Regions from separate parts of the Mus musculus genome. Here regions 1, 2, 3 and 4 are each linked to region 5. A link is a contact called in public Hi-C, promoter capture Hi-C and targeted proximity ligation data. All regions are on one chromosome and are shown on one strand. The core of a region is the stretch at or near the end of the contact, and the rest is flanking DNA. Distances in the headings are between cores, read along the strand shown. Region 1 holds the start of Grk2 (G protein-coupled receptor kinase 2). Region 2 holds the start of Kmt5b (lysine methyltransferase 5B). Region 3 holds the start of Stx5a (syntaxin 5A). Region 4 holds the start of Clcf1 (cardiotrophin-like cytokine factor 1). Region 5 holds the start of Rasgrp2 (RAS, guanyl releasing protein 2).

Region 1 (3,664 bases), core at 676-3,175, 2.1 Mb before region 5:
GCCCAGGAGAGCACTACAAGCCCAAGATGCGGACTGCCCCTCCCCCACTCTTCCCTTTAAGTTTTGTCATTTCTGAACTCATTTTCATCCTAACTGCTGCTGCCCCTAGACAGCCCCAGCTGACACTCAGTCTAGTTCCTGTTTTGAGAAATCTGATTGCAAATGTCTTAGAAAAAAGGGGGGCCCAACGGCCTCTTCAAAACACAGACCAATTTTTCCTCTACAGGGCTTGGTTCTCAGTCAAACTGAAACCCAGTGTGCAGCCACTGGAGGAGGGGGCACGGTGACAGGCACAGCAGCAAGCCCGCAACCTGCCCACCTGGCTCTAAGGACAGAGGACACCAGAGGCCTATTTCACACTGCCCACTGGGGGTAGAGCATGTTCTACCACAGAGAATGACAGTAAAATCAAGGCCAACTCTTGGCTGTTAAAGGAGTTGGCATGGGAGGCTACTGGGACTGGCCTCACCACCCACCAGGAGGCATCCTGGTGGGTGGACACATCTCCTCTTCCAGATGCAGGACAGACGTCCAGGCCACCCTTCAGGTCAGGACAAAACATAAAACTCGAAGCTGAGAGCCCTGATGTGGAGGCCAGGTGACACTGCACAAGCCATTCCAGTCTGAGTTGTTTCCCCTCTCACACACACACACCTTGTTCTATGGGAACAAAACTACACCTGTCTCACTCGCTCTCTGGTCTCCTGTGCAGCTCAAATAGGAAGATAAGTCTATTTACCATAATATACTGGACAAGCCCCAGCTACACCTCTCACATCCTGCCCTGTTCTGCACCCACATCCTGGACAGTTTAAACTTTGATACCAGGTGCGATGACATCAGTTGTCTTGTAGAGAGGTGGCAGCATGGTCCATCTGCTGTAGGATGGGAGGTCCCCTGGTCAAAAGTACCCATAAGGAACCACAAGTGGGGAAAAGGGTAAAGTAGGGACTTCCCTCACCCACCGGAGCGCAGCCCTCAGGAATGGTACACTGCACTGTCCCCAGAAAGCACTCTCAAACCCAATCCCATAGTGACCCCACCATAGGGGAAGGCAAAATAAATAAATAAATAAATAAATAAATAAAAGTCTTCAAATTGGTCCTCTTCACTCCACAAACCTCACAAGAGTGTTACCCACTCCACGGGGAGTGGATAGGGTAGTGGAATACCAACGGGAGCAACAGACTGTGTGATACAATCGGGTAAACAGAGGCAGACTTGAGGAAGGGAACCACAAGGGAACACGAGAGGGTAGAGGGCAGAGCCAAGCATCAGGGTGGAAAGAAGGCTGCAGCAGAGTCAGGGGCTGACAGCGACCAGGCCGGGCAGTGAGATACAGGAAGCGGCAGGGCGGCCCAGGGCTAGGAGCTTGGACTTGGGGCGCCCAGGGCTTGCGGACACCAAGCCTTGCGGCGGCAGGGACAGAGGAAGTCTCCGGGTCCTGGGGCGGCCAGAATAATGGGGTCTCCGGGGCAGAAGGTCCCCGGAGTAGAAGGGGTTCCCGGGTCCTGGGGCAGAAGGTCCCCGGAACCTGGGGCGGAGGGGGTCCCTAGGGCACGGGATCCCGGGGCGGCGCGTGGGGCCCGGCACAGGCGGGCTCACCTGGGCTCTGGCAGCAGGATCTTCTTGCTGGCGCGCGCGGCCGGCGTGGCCTTGCTCTTCTCCATGGCCATCAGGTAGCTCACATCGGCCAGCACCGCCTCCAGGTCGGCCATCTTGGCGGCGGCGGCGGCGCTGTTCCTCCCGCCGCCCGAGGCTCCGCTCCGCTCCCGCTCGCTCGGCCCGGCCCGGCCCGCGCGGCTTGTGGGCCTCGGCGCCGCCGCCGCCCCGCCCGGTCCTCGCTCGTCGCCGGCTCACAGGCGGCGCCGCCCCATGGCGCCGGCTCGGGCCCGGCCCGGCTCGCGCTCCGCTCCCGCCGGGACTGCAGTCGGGGCGCCGCCGCCGCCGCCACCACCACCACCACCCGCTCGCCCGCGCCCCGGAGCTGCCGCCGCCGCCTCCGGCCCCGCCTGCCGCGCACAGCGCCAGCGAGCCGCCGAGGGGCCGAGCCGGGCGGGCGGCGGGCGGGCGGGCAGGCGACAGCGCCCCCTAGAGGCTGCACCGCTCGGGTCCGAGACACGGGTCTCAGTCCTGGTTTGTTACCTGAGTCTTCCACCAAGGACTCTAGGATGACCTCAGACCCCAAGCCATGACCACAAACGCGGATCCCATCTCAGCATGCTAGACTGCACGCTCCACTAGGGCCAAGACCGTGGGTCCTAACAAGAATCCTGACACCGACCAAGACTCCTATACTCAAATTTCTGAACATTCTCTCAGAGTCACACCATCATTACCACCCCTGACTCCTGACCTGACCAGATGACAATCCTGACTTCAAACTCCCAACAGGACCCCAGACTCAGAGCTTGGGCCGCACTCCTGACATGAACGTTTGTTGTTGTTCTTGTTTTAGAGAGGGTATCCCCGTGTAGCCTTGGCTAGTCTGTAACTCACTATGTAGACCAGGCAGACCACTAATTCACAGCGATCTGCTTTCCTCTGCCTCCCAAGTGCTGAAATGGATTAAAGGCATAGTCCATTAAACCACACTCTGATGAACGCCGAACTCATTAATTGATCGATCGATTGACTGATCAGTTGATTGATTGTGTATGCACATGTGGAGGTTAGAGGACAGACAATTTGACCATCAGTTCTCTCTTTTTACCACATGGGTCTCTAGGGATGGAACTCAAGGTCCTCAGGCTTGGTGGCAAACATTTTACCCACTGAGCCCTTCTGTGCCTTCTTCCTTGGCCAACTCCTGTCTACTTTACCTGGCTAGCACACGAGAGGCAAAAGCAGGTGTCTTTCTGTAAAGTCAAAGCCAACCAGGGCTATAGAGTGAGACCCCGTCTTAAGCAAATGAGTGAAAGCAATTTAAACTGCACACCTCTCTAGAGCACCTCTTTGCTTTCCAGGCTGCCAGGACACTCCCACCCCAGGCATGGACACTTAGAACCTGATTCTCCTGCCAGTTCGTGTCCAGCAAAGCAAGTATCCCGACTCCCCTGACTTCTTGACTCCTTCAGAAGAAAACAAATCCTATTAGGGGAGAAAGGTTGTCAGCGGACGACATCTCTAGACAGATCCTGCCTCTACTTCTCCTTTCCTAGGTCACCACTACAGCCTCCTGAGAGTCCTCTGACCTGTCCATTTCTCAGGGTTCCTAAAACTGCCCTCTGATACAGGCTCTGACCAGAATGGCTGTCCCCAAATCTAGATCTGATGGGATTACTGTACATTCAAGGCCAAACAACAGCTGTCTAGTGCCCCAGAGCTACCAAGAGTGAAAAGTCCTGTTTTTGTTTCTGGTTTTGGTTTTTCCAGACAAGGTTTCTCTGTGTAACCCTTGCTGCCCTGGAACTCACTCTGTAGACCAGGATGACTTTGAACTCAGAAATCTGCTTGCCTTTGTCTTCCAAGCGCTGGGGTCAAAGGTGTGTGCCACTATACCCACCTGAGACTGCCAAGTCTCCTTTGGTTTTGTTTGTTTGTTTGTTTGTTTTTTTTGAGACAGGGTTTCCTTGTGTATCCCTGTCTTGGAACAGGGTGTAGACCAGGCTGGCCTTGAACTTGAACTCAGAGATTAACTTGCTTCTGCCTCCCAAGTACTGAG
Region 2 (3,387 bases), core at 677-3,176, 2.6 Mb before region 5:
AAGGACAGCACTGGACAGGCTGAAAGGCTGTGCTATGCTCACTTGGGTTCTTCTATGGCAGGCTAGAATCCCAGTCCATTTCCTTGGAAGGGAATGCCTACACTTGGCCTGGCATTCAGCAGGGAATAAATGGAAGCACTTAAGAGCTATACAGAGCTGGGAGCTTGGGTGAGCCTGAAGGGTCATGTGCTGTTGTTTTGAGGTGGAAGACAGGAGAATTTGGGGCCCAGGGTTGCTGAAGTTTGGGTGGACTTGGAACCTGAGCATTCTACCTCTGAAAGTCAGTCTAGGACCATTGGTGCCCACTGGAGGGACACCATCTGGTGTCCCGTGTATGTTCAGCTCTTTGGCATTTGGTATCAAACGTGGCAGAAGCAACTTTAGTGTCTCTGGCACATATTTGGAGCCAAGTCCTATAGAAGTCTTGTGGGGTAGCGGTATTAAGAAACTAGAAAAACACAACAAAACTAAGATCAAAGGAATTGTTAGCTGTGTCTACAAAAAGGGAATACAGCAGGATAGATCCGATGCAACAGGTGACTGGAAAGGGCAGGAAGTCGACCTGAAGTGTCAAGCCCTGTATCTCCTGTGACTGGTCTCCTATGCCCACTGCCCACTCCCAAGATGGTCTGTAGACTGAGGATACAGGTCACACAGCTGAGGTCAGCACAGGAATTCTGGTTTTGAAGAAATATACCTTCCCAGCTATGTGTCCTTAGCAGGTTTCTGTGCCTCTGTTTCCCATCTATGGAAGGGGATAACAAGCGTCGTCAAGTACTCAAGATCAAAGAGGCAAGGGCAATGGGAGCTAAGTTGGTATTTGCTTGACTCTGCTGAGCCATCCTCTAGAAAATGCCTACTATGCTAAGGTATGTGAGTGTTCAGTGTGGTAGTGGTGTTTGCAGGGAACCGAGGCAGGCTGGGGCCCTCCTGCAATGGCCTCAGCTGTTCTCCCTGTCTCATGTGTCGCTGGAGTTGCATTCTTTCTTTCCATTGCCTGGACATTTTCGTACCTTTCCATAACACCCTCCACCTCACTCAGGTGTTTGCTTCAATACGTGACAACCTCAAACACCTCCTTCAGGTCCCAACCACCTGCTTCACTTTAAAGCCTGCGTTTTTCATAGAATAGTGTATAAGAGGCTCTGGCTCCAGCCCTGAGTAGTTGAAAAGTCACCCAACTAGTCCATGCCTCAATTTCCCTGTGTGTAAACTGGAACCCACAATACTCTCGACCTCTGGGGATTACCCTGAGGGACAAATAAAGGGACACACCAGATCGTTGGGAACGACGTCTGGTTAGGGACAAGGATGTGACCCTCGTTATTGTTGTGAGGCACCCCTTATCCAACTGCAAGATCCAAGGGGTGGGGCTTCACCATACCCCAGGCGTGGGTGCAAGCCACTCCGGATCTTCCGCCCCAAGCTCCCGGAGGACCAAACCGCCTTTCTTGCGCCGGTTGAGCCCGAAGAGGGCGAGGAGTGGCTGCGTCGTGGAAAGGTTGTCACTCAGTAGGTGCTCAAGGAGCGGCCGGTGTCAGCACGGGGGACCCAAAGCACGCTCCCTCCCCGCCTCCCGCGTGGTACCGTTCAGGTGGCCCACATGGTCTTGAAGGGTGTTTCTGCTTCCAACGACACCCATCCCCACAACAAAGAAACTCGCCATTCCCGGCCGCCTCCCCTCAGTGCACCCCGGAGGCACAGCGGGCCCGGAGCGCCGTGCGCCTCGCAGTTGCCCCCTGAAATCGCAGCTCGGGAGCTGTCCCTGGTAGGTGCAGGTGCGCACGAGACGGGGGCGGGGGCCAACCCCGCGGGGCAGCAAGCGGCCGGGGTACTAGGTGGCGCCCACCGGGCGCGCGGCGACGCCGCCTCCACCGAGATTTAAAGGGCAGCCGGGCGGAGGGATCTTCGAACGACTCTCGCTGCGATCCCTCCGCCTCGAGGCTCAGCGACGGCAACGACGTGGTTTCTTTGGTGGTGGTGGTGGGGGGGATTTACTCTTGTGCCTCCGCTGTCGGGTGCCGCGGCAGGGAACTTCATTCTCTCTGGTGTCTCTCAGCCTCTTCCCGCAGAATTCCGTCGAAGCCATCGCGGCCACTAGCGCGGAGCAAAGGTGCGCGCACGCTCGGTGTCGGCGTGGTGTCCCTCCGCCGTCAGTCGTGGACTCCTTTTCGTGTCCTTCCACCGAGCCCGGGCGGTGTCCGGGTGGCTCACCGGGGGCGGCGACGCGTCTGCGGCGCGGCAGCGAGGCTCGGGGGCTATGAGGTGAGGACGCCCGGGGACCGGAGGCGGCACCCGGCGCTGCGCGAGAACGCAGGACGCGAAGCCCCGAAGTCGGCGGATGCCTCTCAGATCCCGCGACTGCGCGCGAGGTGGAGGTGAGGCCCGAGGACTGTGAGGCGGGGGTGGCCCGGCGCTGCGAGCCAGGGCTCGGGGACAGGGGCTTGGCGCGGGCCGCGGTGGTGGCCGTGGCGGCAGGGTTGGGGGGGCCCCTCGGCGGACGCGGACTCCTTTATTTCCCCCCCCCTTCCGTCAGCGGAGGCAGCGGGCGGTGCTACGTCCGTGCCGCCATATTGGATTTTACTCTCCAATTTTTTTTTCTGAGGAAATATTTTTTGGTGATTAATTTTTCTGGAGGGACCAAAAAGTGTAGCCGGGCGCTTCGGGAGCTCGGTGGCGGAGCTCTTGGACGGGCCCGGTGCTGGAAGACCGGCAGTGCTGGCGGTGAGCCGCGGAGGACGTACGTGCGTGCGTGCGTGCGTGCAGGAACCGGGCCGCGGGGCGGGGCTGCGGGGCCGGGGCGGCCGGGCGAGCGAGCACGGCCTGCAGTGTTGGCGGCGGCCGGAAGGGAGCGGTAGCGGTCGGCGAGGGCCGGGTCGCGGCCGCACGAGGGGAGCTGCTCGGCCGCTCGGGATTGGGGGACTGTGTTTTTCCTCTTCTCCAATGGGCGGCCGGCAAGCGTCTCGCCCAATCTGCTCGCGCCGGCTCGCCGAACTTTCGGTTGTTTTTGTTTTGGCCCGAGCCTCGTTTCCTGTTGCTCCAGGCTCAGACTGTCGCGCGCGGGGGTGGGGTGGGGGTGGGGGGCAGTCGCTCGGGCCCCACGCAGTGGCACTGGCGTCACTCGATCTGTCATCCGCTCGTTCAGCCAGAGTGCAAGAAGGAGAGGAGGAGACGTGAAGTTCATCTTGAACTTTCTGATGGCGCTCACTCTGAGACAGTCCTCTCAGAGGAGCAGACAAGATGGATTGCCTGACTTGATTTGTTTGTTTGTTTTTTAAACCTGCTTTCTAGACTTAAAACTGTCTGACACAGGCCTGAGGGGTTGGGAGGCTGCCGAGTGGATGGATTCCTTAGAGGAACTCGCTTCTCCTTGTAACTGTTCCCCGT
Region 3 (3,282 bases), core at 319-2,818, 2.3 Mb after region 5:
TAGAACACAGGCCGGGGCTTTCTCTTTACTGTAACTTAATTTCCTTGAGGAGTCCTCAAGCCTTTACAGGCTATTGCCAAGGGTGAAGTCCTCCAGAACACGAGGGCATTGGTTTCTAGATTTTCATCCTCTTTCCCTGACTCCTGAATGTCCTTCTTGATCATCAGGATGAGCCCCAAGAACCTCAAGAGCCCAACCAAGTACCCTCAGAAGACACAGAGACAGATGAACTTTGGGCCTCTTTGGAGGCAGCTGCCAAGCGGAAGCTCCCAGATTTGGACCAGACACAAGGTGCTCTCCAAAGAAGGAAGAAAAAGAAGCGGCCTGGATCCACCAGTCCTTGAAGCCCCTTGCTCATGTTGTTAATAAATAGCCCAACGCGCGTACTGATCCTGGACCTTTTGTGATGGGAGAAACGCCTTGTAGGTGGGAGGGGTTCCCTCACCTAGCTGCGGGAGACCTGACATCACAAAAGCTAGGCCCAGAGCTAGGCTGGCTGGGGAGGGTGACAGAGTCCTGCGCCTTTCGGGGCCATGGGCTGCTGTCAGGACAAGAACCGTTGGGCCTCGGATGAGCAAGCAAGGGATGAAGTAACAGAGGATGGCAGGGAAGGTAGGACTAGATACAAAAAACGGGTCTCAGGTCCTGGAATGGGAGCCGGAGGTGCCCCAAAGGGACTGCCCCAGAGGTGGGGCTGGAGAGAACAGAAGTGAATTAAGTGGACCCTGTGGTGCTTGTAGGCAACGAAGTGGACAACTCAGGCCGCCGTAAACAAAGATCTAACGAAAGTCTCCTGATCACCGTGCTGTGGCGCAGGCTATCCATGTTCAGCCGTCGGGAGTCCTCGCGGTCAGGCAAGCAGGACAATCAGATGCAGGAACGCAAACATGAGGGAAGCCACAAGGAACCAGAAAAAGGCTGACTACAACCCTGGTCTTAGTCCTCCCCAACACCAGAGAATAAAGTTAATATTGCGAATCTGCTGAAAACACTTAGGCCTAGGCTTCCAGCTTTAAAGGCTCTGAGACCACACACAGGCTCTTTAAGGCGCCTCTAACCCAGCAGGTCCAGATTTGTTCTCGCACTTCAGGGGCGGGGCCGCGGTGGCAGTCTAACCAATAGGAGAGCGGAGTCGAGTTTGCATGGTAGGGGTGTGTTCTTTCTGTCTCTGGGCTAAAAAAAAGGCGTGGCGCAGCAGCCACGTCACCGAGTTAGGAGTACGTCTAGGTGACGTGGCGGCTCCTGTTCTTTGGTCCGGCTTCCACTGCTTACAAGTCCTTCGAGGAGGCGGCAACGATCTGGGAAGAGTGGCGGTGGTGGTGGCGGTAGGAAACAGAAGAGGTAGGGTTTCGCTTCAGTAGGAGTCCAGCCTCTGTCGTTCGGCTCAGCTCCGGGCAGCGGCTTGACGGGGGAGGGGGGAAGGGAGCCAGGAGTAAGTCCTGCTGGCGGCTCCGCGTAAGCGAATACCTCGCTGTCCAATCAGGAAAGGTCTTGTTAAGGAAAAACTTGGCCCCATCCAATCAGTGGCTGCAGTCTTCCAACAGGCGGAACTTTGACGGAGGTGGGACTTCCTGTTTCAAATAAACACTTTTAAGAGGGTTTTTTCGCCTCCCCCTCCGCCCTCCGAAGTGTGTCCACCTCTGGAGATCGGTTGCTGTTTTCTGTGAGAGGGGGAAGGAAATCACGTATACCAAAGGCAGGATTGAGACCTGGGCTAACTGCAAAGGTCTGCCTGGAAGTTCAGGGCCGCAGGACCAGGCTGTGGCTGTTTTCTCGACTTTAGGGGCCCCGGCCGGAGCTCTGGCAGTCAGAGCCAAGTCGGAAGGAGACTCTGAGGAGGCTTCGCCTTGGGCCTGGAGGAAGCTGACCGTTCTCGCCGTGTCCAGGGTGCAGGATCTGCGGGTGGCCGTGGGCTCCAAAGTCTGTCAAATACGGGAAAGGGCCTGGGGATTTGCTAGTTGAGGGGAGCGTTTGGGGAAAGAGGCTGTCTGGAGAATGACATTCTCCTCTCCACAACAGTCTGAGGTTATGCGACTCGATGATCCCGCGGAAACGCTACGGATCTAAGAACACGGATCAGGGTGTCTACCTGGGTCTCTCAAAGACACAGGTTCTGTCCCCTGCAACTGCTATCAGTAGCAGCAGTGACAGCACTCCTTTGCCCACTCCGGTGGCCCTGGTCCCCTCCCCTCCCGACACCATGTCCTGCCGGGATCGGACCCAGGAGTTCCAGTCTGCCTGCAAGTCCCTGCAGAGCCGTCAGGTAAGAAGCTGGAGTGGAAAGGCAGGCGTGAGCCCATTTAGTTAATGCTTAGGTTTGTTTGGTAGTTGTCTAAACTTAATTTACAACTCTTAGATAGACTAATCTTATCAGTAGGAGAGGAGGAATTGTCTTCAGTAATTTCAAGAATACTTTAAGTAAGTTGCCCTAAATACCACAAAGGATGAGTCAGGATTTAAACCTACATCTAATTTTTTTCTTATCTACAAACCACTGATAAATGTAGATTGTCTGATGTCAACAGCGCTAGAGTGTTTAGTGGGTTATGTGAGGGAGCAGTGAAAAGCTGAGGTAAGTAGTGACAGGAACTAAAGTAGCAACTTTTTGATACAATTCAGAATGGAATCCAAACAAGCAAACCGGCTCTGCACGCAGCCCGACAGTGCAGTGAATTTACCCTCATGGCCAGGTGAGTTGAGAGGGGCGTTGTGGTGGGGTGATACAGTGTCTTAAGTATATCTGCCTGTGATGGTTTGGCTGAGTGGAATTGGTTGTGTTGGAGGTTATGGTAACAGCCTCTTTCCTGCCCTTTACCACAACCTTCTCACTGATGATCATTTGCAGGCGCATTGGGAAAGATCTCAGCAATACATTTGCCAAGCTGGAGAAGCTAACAATCTGTGAGTGTTTGGGAGGCCTTTCCTAGGTGGGACAGTGAAACATAGTACTAGGAGGTGAGGCTCATGGAGGTTTTGTCTTATTTTTTCTATGGTGCTGGGGATTTAAACCAGGGATGTATACCTTAAGGCAAGTGTCTCTACTACTGAACTGTCATCCTAGCTCTTTGAGCCTTGCTATTTACCCTCACCTGTCCTAATGTTTCATCTGTCTCTGCAGTGGCAAAGCGCAAGTCCCTCTTTGATGATAAAGCAGTAGAAATTGAGGAGCTAACATACATCATCAAACAGGTGAGCTGCTAGCCATCAGGAGAGCCCAGCATTCTAATTAGATTACTTCCATCATTTTCCATCGCCATGAATCCCCAGGGTAAGTATCTAGAC
Region 4 (3,281 bases), core at 222-2,721, 2.2 Mb before region 5:
GGAGAAAGAAAGGAAGGGAAAGAGGGGAAAAAAATAGAAAGAAACACCCCAACAACAAAGTCTGTCCCACTCCAGTGAGGTAATTGAAAACAAATTTTTTCCCAACCCCCCCACCCCCCCACCCCAGTTCTCCAGTGCAGAACAGGGAAGTGCCGCCCTGGGAAACTAGCACTGGCCATGACTGATGCCCACGCTGACCCACAGGCTGGAGGGGCTGTGTTGGACTGGCAGAGTGCCCTCCTTTCCCAGGGGTCCCAGCAGAAGTGGGGGGGGGGGTGAATACCTCATGCCATTCCAGAGACAGGCATCACCTTCCACGGCTGGCTGCCACCGCTATCTACCCCTGGTGAGACTACAGAGAAACAACACAGCAACTTATCAGATGACTTAATTGGTGGAATGCTTCTACAAGCACCCAAGACTTGGGGACCAAATGACTGTCCCCCAAGAAAAATCACAGAATGGGGCTGCCTCCAAGCCCCAGATGACAGCTGTTTCCTCTGCACTAGCTCTCATGCTCCCTCGCTCTCCCTGGCAGCCCTCTGGAGAGGGAGGAAGGAGGAGGAAAGGAGACCCTCCTGGGAGGGTCTAGGCTTATGGGTCCCCTAGGTCTCCCACTCAGAAAGTCCCAACCCAGGCCTGAGGGGAAGGAGGGAGAATGCTCTTAGCCAAACCACCCCTACCTCACCACCGGAAAAACCAACAACCCAAACCCCCAAAGGGAAGAGGATGCCAAATGTCTCGATGGGGAAGCTTTTCACTAACGGGATGCTGGGTCTATCCATGGCCTTGAATCTTCGAGTTCCCGCTGAGTCACCCGTGAAGCCTCTGGTGTTGAAACTGGTCCGGTGCCTTGTGCTGATTAATGAATTACAAATCCCCCACCCATGTGCACTCTCCCTGGTCACCGGGAAGAATGAAAACCCTTGTGAACTTGACTGAGAAGCTGGGCCCTGGTGCCCTCTCCCCTCCTCAGGGGGCATTGTGAGCTGGTTAGTCACCTGCCCCAGCCCCTGGCGCCACACTTAGCTCTAGCTTTTGGAAGTGGGACAAGTGGCGGGACAATAGGCAAGGGGGGCGGTCAGCCCAGACAAAGGGCAGCAGGAAAAACACCATCACTTGCTTGGAGGCCAGCTTGCTGGCATTTGAGAGAATGTGTCATTGCATTTACTCAAGTGGGAGGGGGAGGGAAGGTTAGAATGAAGAGGCAGAGGTAGAGTGGGTACAGGGACCCTCAACCCGGCAATGAGCAGAGGGAAGAAGGCCAGCATGCCTTGGCCGACACCAAGGAAGAAGCCCACACCAAGGCCAGCTCCCTTTCCAAGCTCTCAGGAGTTTGCCGAGGGACGATGCCCTCCCTGCCCCCTCCCCCAGGAGGCCTAGGGTGGTACCGTCGCAGCCTTGCCTCACCTCACCACCCCCCCCCTCAGTGTTGTGGGAGGGAGAGGAGCCCCAGAAGCCCTCCCTTCCCTCCTCCCCCCTCTTCCCCCCACCCGGGGAGGGCTGCTACAATTTGTGGTTACAGCTTTACACGTCAGAAAAAAAAAAGTTTGCAGAATGTCCCACACCGAAAAAAAAATGCGAAACCGAGAGAAAAAAACCTGCGAGTGGGCCTGGCGGATGGGATTATTAAAGCTTCGCCGGAGCCGCGGCTCGCCCTCCCACTCCGCCAGCCTCTGGGAGAGGAGCCGCGCCCGGCCGGCCCGGCCCCCAGCCCCATGGACCTCCGAGCAGGTAGGAGCCAGGCGTCCGAGGCCGAGGCCTCCGCCCCCGCCCAGCACCAGTGAGATCCGGTTCCCGTCCTCCTCCCCACCCTCGGAGCCCCAAGCCCGGGCCGGGCCGGGGAGCAGAGCTCGGGCTGGGGAGGTACGGCCGGGCGCCCTCGAGAGGGGCCGGGTGGGGACGCGGCATTCCTGGAGTCCGCTTGGCGGAGCCAGGAGGTGGCTGAGAACGCGGCGGGGAGCCTGGACAACCCTCAGACCTGGACGGGCGGCCACCTGGAGCCGCGGCGAGGCGGGGTCCCAGGGAACCCGCGGACACAGAGCCCCGCGCCAGAATCGGGGCGAGCGAGTCCGAGGCGGGCAGCGAGGGTGTGGGGGGGGGGCCGCGGCGCAAGGGAGGAGGGGGCCAGGAGAGGAAGAGGGAGGGAGAGAGGCAGAGGGGGAGCCCGCGGCCGAGCAGCGGGAAGCGAGGGGGAGGCCGACACCTCGGGCCGCGCTGAACTCCTTCCTCGGCCCGCGGGGAGGGCAGGAGGGCGCGCGAGAGGAGGGCGGAGGGCAGAGCAAACCTAGCTGGGCCGGGCCGGGCCGGGCCGGGCCGCCACGGGACTCCGGTTACTACGCTGCGCGCGGCGTGGCCGGAGCCCTCCATGCTGCCCACCGCCTGGGAGCCAGAGGCAGGTAGGCGCGGCGGGGTGGCCGGGGCCCCGAGCCCGCGGTGGCCTGGGAGTGATTACTGCAGGAGGGTGTTGTGGGGGAGACGCAGCCTGGCCGGACCCAGCAGGAAAAAGTCCGTCAGCGGCCGGGAGCGCCGAGACTGCCGGCAGCCCCTCGAGCGGCTGCCTGGCTAGGCGGCCCGTGGCAGGAGGGCGGGCCAGGCAGGGAGTGGACGCGCCGGAGCGGGCAGCGGCTCAGCCGAGCCCCGAAGCCCAACGCCCGGACCCCGCCTCCGCCCCCGCCGCCGCCGGGAAGGGAGCGAACGGGGGGGCGGGGCCGGGGGCGCCGGGGCCACACAAGGGGAAGGCGCCATCGCCGCCGGGAGGGGTCCGAGATCGAGAGGTCACGGTCGAGAAGGTAGGGCCAGCGAACTGCCAACTTCCACCGCCCCAGTTCTTGGAGCTGATCCCCTCAAGCAAAGTCCGCGTAGCTTCTTCAAAGTCCCCACACCCATGTTCTCACCTACCTTTCTATTACACTGGGGTGCAGAAGGCTTTCCTCTAGGAGACCCCCAATCTCCGTGTTCTCCAGAGCCTAGGAGCAGGAAGAACCTGCCAAAAGAAAGGAGGGCAGACAGGAGGATGGATGTATATGGCAGCGGCAGACCGAATCTTAGAGAGAGACTAGAGGTGGGGAACATCATTCACACCTCTCTCTCACTTTCTTCTTCTTCTTCTTCTTCTTCTTCTTCTTCTTCTTCTTCTTCTTCTTCTTCTTCTTCTTCTTCTTCTTCTTCTTCCTCTCTTTCTTCTTTCTCTCTGTCTGTCTGTCTGTCTCTCTCTCTGAATCTGAGCAGGGAAATCTCTGGCTTTCATTGTCCCTGACAGGCATCTGTCTCAGTCCAGT
Region 5 (3,586 bases), core at 1,084-3,583:
ACCCCATACCCGCCCTTGAGTCTGTTTGCAATTCCTGGGATCAGGCCCACTCCAGGAGGTGGGCCTCTGGAATTACATCTCTACCCTACCCACTTTGGAACCCACTTTCCCCAGTCTCTAGGTCCTGATGCCTAGTGTGATGAAGACCTTGCCCTCTTCATTTCCCTCAACTCCCTACTCCTTTTATGTATGGATGGGGTCTAACCAAGTGCACCCACTCCCCAATAAATCGACTCTTCCTGCTCTTCCTTACTCTTCTCTGTTGCAAAATATTTTTAGCTCTTGGAGAGCTTAACAGCTGCTGCGCAGTCATCTCCTTACCGCCCCCCCAGCCCCCCCCCACACACCGCGGCAGGTGCATCCTCTGTGGGGAGAGAGGGGCGGCCCATAGGCGGTGTCTGGGACTCAGTCCCTTTTCCGGTGTCGCCCTCCACGCCTCTCTTCCCAGCGCTGTGTCCATACTAGGTCAGCGGCCAGCTTAGTTGGTCGGGGGCGGGGCGTCTGTCTGGGTGGGGCCCACCGGGTTAGGGAGTCGGTACTCGGGCCGAATCCTCCCGGACTACGGAGCTTTCCCCGCTGTCTGGGGGAGGGTCTAGAGGAGGCTTGGCGCCTTCTTGGCTCCGCCCCTAGCCCCGCCCCACTGCGGCGTTTTAGGGTCTCTTAGCAGGTGGCTAAAATAAATTCAAAACCAGGGGAGTGTTAGGGCTTAGGGCATTCGCAGATCGTTTAGGCGAGAACAGTGGTATATTCCCGGTTCTGGAGAAACTGAGGTATATAAGGGGCCTCTTCTGAGCCTCACATAAACCAAGATTGAAGTGCAGAGGACTGCTTCCCTCGCCCAAGGCAAGGAGGGGCAATCCTCGGAAGGGGTTTTGCGGCCCTGGGTTTCATAGTGAGTCTAAACGGCCGGAAACTGTTACCTATCCCTAGGCTAGGTGTGAGGGACATAACTGCTTGTGGCTGCCCCTCCCAAGTTCCTCGTCTCGGCCCATGCATCCAAGGCTTCCAGTTCCGAAACTGCAAAGCACCTACCCAATTTATAGACGCCTCTTTCTCTCTTGCCCAGTGGGGTGTCCCTCGCCCCATCTCTAGACAACGAACCTGGGTTCCCAGGGAGCCGCGTGTTCGTTCATTCATTCCTGGCTTTTTGAGGCTCCACTGGACCAAAACCAGCTCGCATTCTGTCCCAGCCCCTCCCCCAGGCCATCGCAAGGATCCGCAGCCCCACGCCCGCGACCTCCACCACGCCCGGGCCTCCGCCGCCCGCAGGAAGACGCCCGGGCCCGGGCAGGGTGAACCCCGTGGGAACGGTTTGTCTCGAAAACAGGAACCCGGACCGGGGGGCTGGGCGGGGCGCCCCTTCCCCACCGCAGTCCGCTTCCTGCCCCTCCCGGCTTCCTCCGTGCGACACCCAGGCGGGGCGCAGAGCCCGGGGGTGTCGCGGTGGGGGAGGGCTGCTGCACGCGGTCCCCACACCAACAGTGGCGCAGCCCCCCGCCCGCGGTTAAACTCTCTGGGGCGGCAGGGGAGGGGTTAATCTGCTTCAGGGCCCGGCGCGCGCGGGGCGAGAGGGGGAGTCCCCGGTGGAGGAGGCGCGGCGCGGGGTGCAGGGGCGGGGAGGGGGCGGGGCGGCAGGGCGCTGGGCCGCGGCGCGGAGACCGGGTGGGAGCCGCAGCCGCAGCGAGGCCGGCGGGCGGGAGCGCACGGAGGTGGCGCTGGCCGGGCAGGGTTCGGGGTCCGCGCTGCGGGTCCCAAGAGTGAGTGAGCGAGCACGCGCGCGGGTGGGGCGTGGGACACAGAGGGTGCGGCCCCTAGGGATCTCCTAGGGGCAGGCTGGCGGGGACTGCGGGTGGGTGGGGAATCTGCGGTCCTGGGTGGGACAGAGCTTGCGGAGGGGATGAGGCACTTAGAGCCACCCGCAGGAGGGGGGCGTTCGAGGCATTCCGGTGCTCGCCTGAAACGTATCTACCAGGCTCTTCCCTGCAAGTCCCCATTTGACAGATGGGAAAATTGAGGTTCAGAGAGACTAAATGATTCTCAAGGTCACCCAGCAAGGAAGTAACAGTCAGGAGGGAACGACTCTGAGAAGTCCTCGGGAGGATTCCCTAATGTAGGGGAGTCTGTGTAAGGGCGAGGTCCCTTTCCTTGGGACAAGGTTTTGGCGAGATCCAGGAATGTAAAGAACCCCAGGCTTTGGGGCTGCGAGCCCTGGAGCCTGGTTGAGGGGGGAGGGGCGGCAGAATGGGTGTGTGCGCAACCAGGGGGTATGTGGATGCGTGTGGGAGTGTACATGCGTGGAGATGCACTGTCTTTGCGTGTGTGCACACGTGTTCAGATGTCAGAGCTACTGTGATCGAGAGATCAGAGGCTGAGCTGGTTCAAGTGAACAGAAGGTCTGGGAGGTGAACTGCATTCAGGTTTGCATTCTGAAGTAAAGGACTTGGGTATGTGTGGCTGAGGATTTTCATTGCAGGTGTGCATGGGATGTGGGTGCCATTGTGTGTGATTAGGACGGGAGGTGTCTATGACCCTGGTGTGTGTGAAAAGGGTCTTCTTGCACTTAATGTAGGTCATTGGCCTTCGGCAAATACCTAGTCTAGAGAATAGGTGTTTGTTCCTGCATGGGTGCTTTTATAGTCCCCACTGATGACCAGGATTATTAATGGTGTCATGCAGGCCATGGCGCTAGCGGCCCCTTCTGGGCTCCCTACTCGGTGCTCTCACGCACAATTTAACTATGCAGCAGGGTGGGTGGGAAGGCGGGAGCCCAGGTTGGGAAGATATATGGCAATTCTGGAAGGGCTAGGACCGGACTCCTGGGACCTTAGTACTTGTGGGTTGGGAGTCCGCGGTTCCCAGGCTTTGGCTTCCCACTGACATCTCCCAACCGCAGTGGGCTACCCCTCCCACCCCCCGCCCCAGGAATGTTCTTCTCTCTAGCCCTCCTCCCCAAGGGCAGGCCCCTGGGGGATGCTACGGCCCCGCCTCCCACTCGGGGAGCCCAGGAGGGGGAGATGTAGGCAGGACTCCTGGGTTCCCTCCTCCCTCCTTCCATCCCAGGGAGAAATTCCTCCGAGGTCCCCTCAGGCACTGGGTTCCCAAAATAACCCTGCGGGGGAAGGGAGGCTGTGAAGGGAGGGGAAGCGGGAGGAGTGCAGAGTCAAGCTGTGGGGTGTTGCAGGTGCCTGTGGGGAGCAAATGCAAGGAGAGGAGGGCCCGCCAGGAGGCTTGGGGCACTAACTAACCCCTGGGGTCCTGGCTCGTCCCTTATTCTCGTAGAACCCTTCTAACCTCCCGCGACTCCGCGGGTGGGCCGGAAGCCTCTCAGCTAGTCCATTTCCCAACTAGCGAGTTGCACCATCCCGGGGCAGGACCGTTTAACCCTAGAGGGGCAACGGCAGGCAACTCCGCCCATGCCCAGCAGGGGGCGTGCCCACTCCGCCCCGTTCCTACGCGCCGAGCCGCTCCCCCCACCTCCCGCGCCTCTGCTGACTCCCACTTCTCCCAGGACAGGGGTCCGAATTGAGCACCGTGGGAGGCTCTGAGAGTGTAGCTTGGGTCTAGCCTACTGGCACCGGCAGCCATG

What was found. Promoter capture Hi-C pulls out the DNA fragments that hold promoters and counts their contacts. A called contact is a pair of places that touch in the nucleus more often than the background predicts.
Region 1: a contact with region 5 is called in a Hi-C map of B cells, with 5 read pairs. A contact is called at or near these places in 1 of 484 Hi-C or Micro-C datasets (B cells) and 1 of 130 datasets of targeted methods (double positive thymocytes).
Region 2: a contact with region 5 is called in a Hi-C map of CD8 T cells, with 5 times the contacts expected there. A contact is called at or near these places in 1 of 39 promoter capture datasets (pre-B cells) and 1 of 484 Hi-C or Micro-C datasets (CD8 T cells).
Region 3: a contact with region 5 is called in a targeted proximity ligation map of embryonic stem cells, with 3 times the contacts expected there.
Region 4: a contact with region 5 is called in a promoter capture Hi-C map of pre-B cells, with 2.4 times the contacts expected there. A contact is called at or near these places in 1 of 39 promoter capture datasets (pre-B cells) and 1 of 9 other capture datasets (liver).

What each region holds. Positions count from the first base shown.
Region 1 is chr19:4,304,297-4,307,960 of GRCm38.p6, forward strand. Grk2 (G protein-coupled receptor kinase 2) reads right to left here and starts at 1,926. Exons shown (of 21, transcript NM_001290818.1): 1 at 1,606-1,926. The coding sequence starts at 1,718.
Region 2 is chr19:3,765,963-3,769,349 of GRCm38.p6, forward strand. It overlaps Kmt5b (lysine methyltransferase 5B), which reads left to right and starts at 1,927. Exons shown (of 11, transcript NM_001379678.1): 1 at 1,927-2,378.
Region 3 is chr19:8,740,235-8,743,516 of GRCm38.p6, forward strand. It overlaps Stx5a (syntaxin 5A), which reads left to right and starts at 1,569. Exons shown (of 10, transcript NM_019829.4): 1 at 1,569-2,263; 2 at 2,620-2,690; 3 at 2,846-2,901; 4 at 3,119-3,189. The coding sequence starts at 2,039. It overlaps Wdr74 (WD repeat domain 74), which reads left to right. Exons shown (of 11, transcript NM_134139.1): 11 at 168-390. The coding sequence ends at 344. It overlaps 1700092M07Rik (RIKEN cDNA 1700092M07 gene), which reads left to right and starts at 484. Exons shown (of 2, transcript NM_001177347.1): 1 at 484-612; 2 at 741-991. The coding sequence starts at 534. The coding sequence ends at 922. Mir6992 (microRNA 6992) reads left to right here and starts at 2,737; the gene lies at 2,737-2,845.
Region 4 is chr19:4,212,767-4,216,047 of GRCm38.p6, forward strand. Clcf1 (cardiotrophin-like cytokine factor 1) reads left to right here and starts at 1,472. Exons shown (of 3, transcript NM_019952.5): 1 at 1,472-1,734. The coding sequence starts at 1,719. It overlaps Gm45928 (predicted gene, 45928), which reads left to right and starts at 1,659. Exons shown (of 4, transcript NR_132309.2): 1 at 1,659-1,734. LOC102631992 (a long non-coding RNA gene) reads right to left here. Exons shown (of 4, transcript XR_003952884.1): 3 at 284-2,986.
Region 5 is chr19:6,398,208-6,401,793 of GRCm38.p6, forward strand. It overlaps Rasgrp2 (RAS, guanyl releasing protein 2), which reads left to right and starts at 2,334. Exons shown (of 17, transcript NM_011242.3): 1 at 2,334-2,444; 2 at 3,514-3,586. The coding sequence starts at 3,584. Pygm (muscle glycogen phosphorylase) reads left to right here. Exons shown (of 20, transcript NM_011224.2): 20 at 1-257.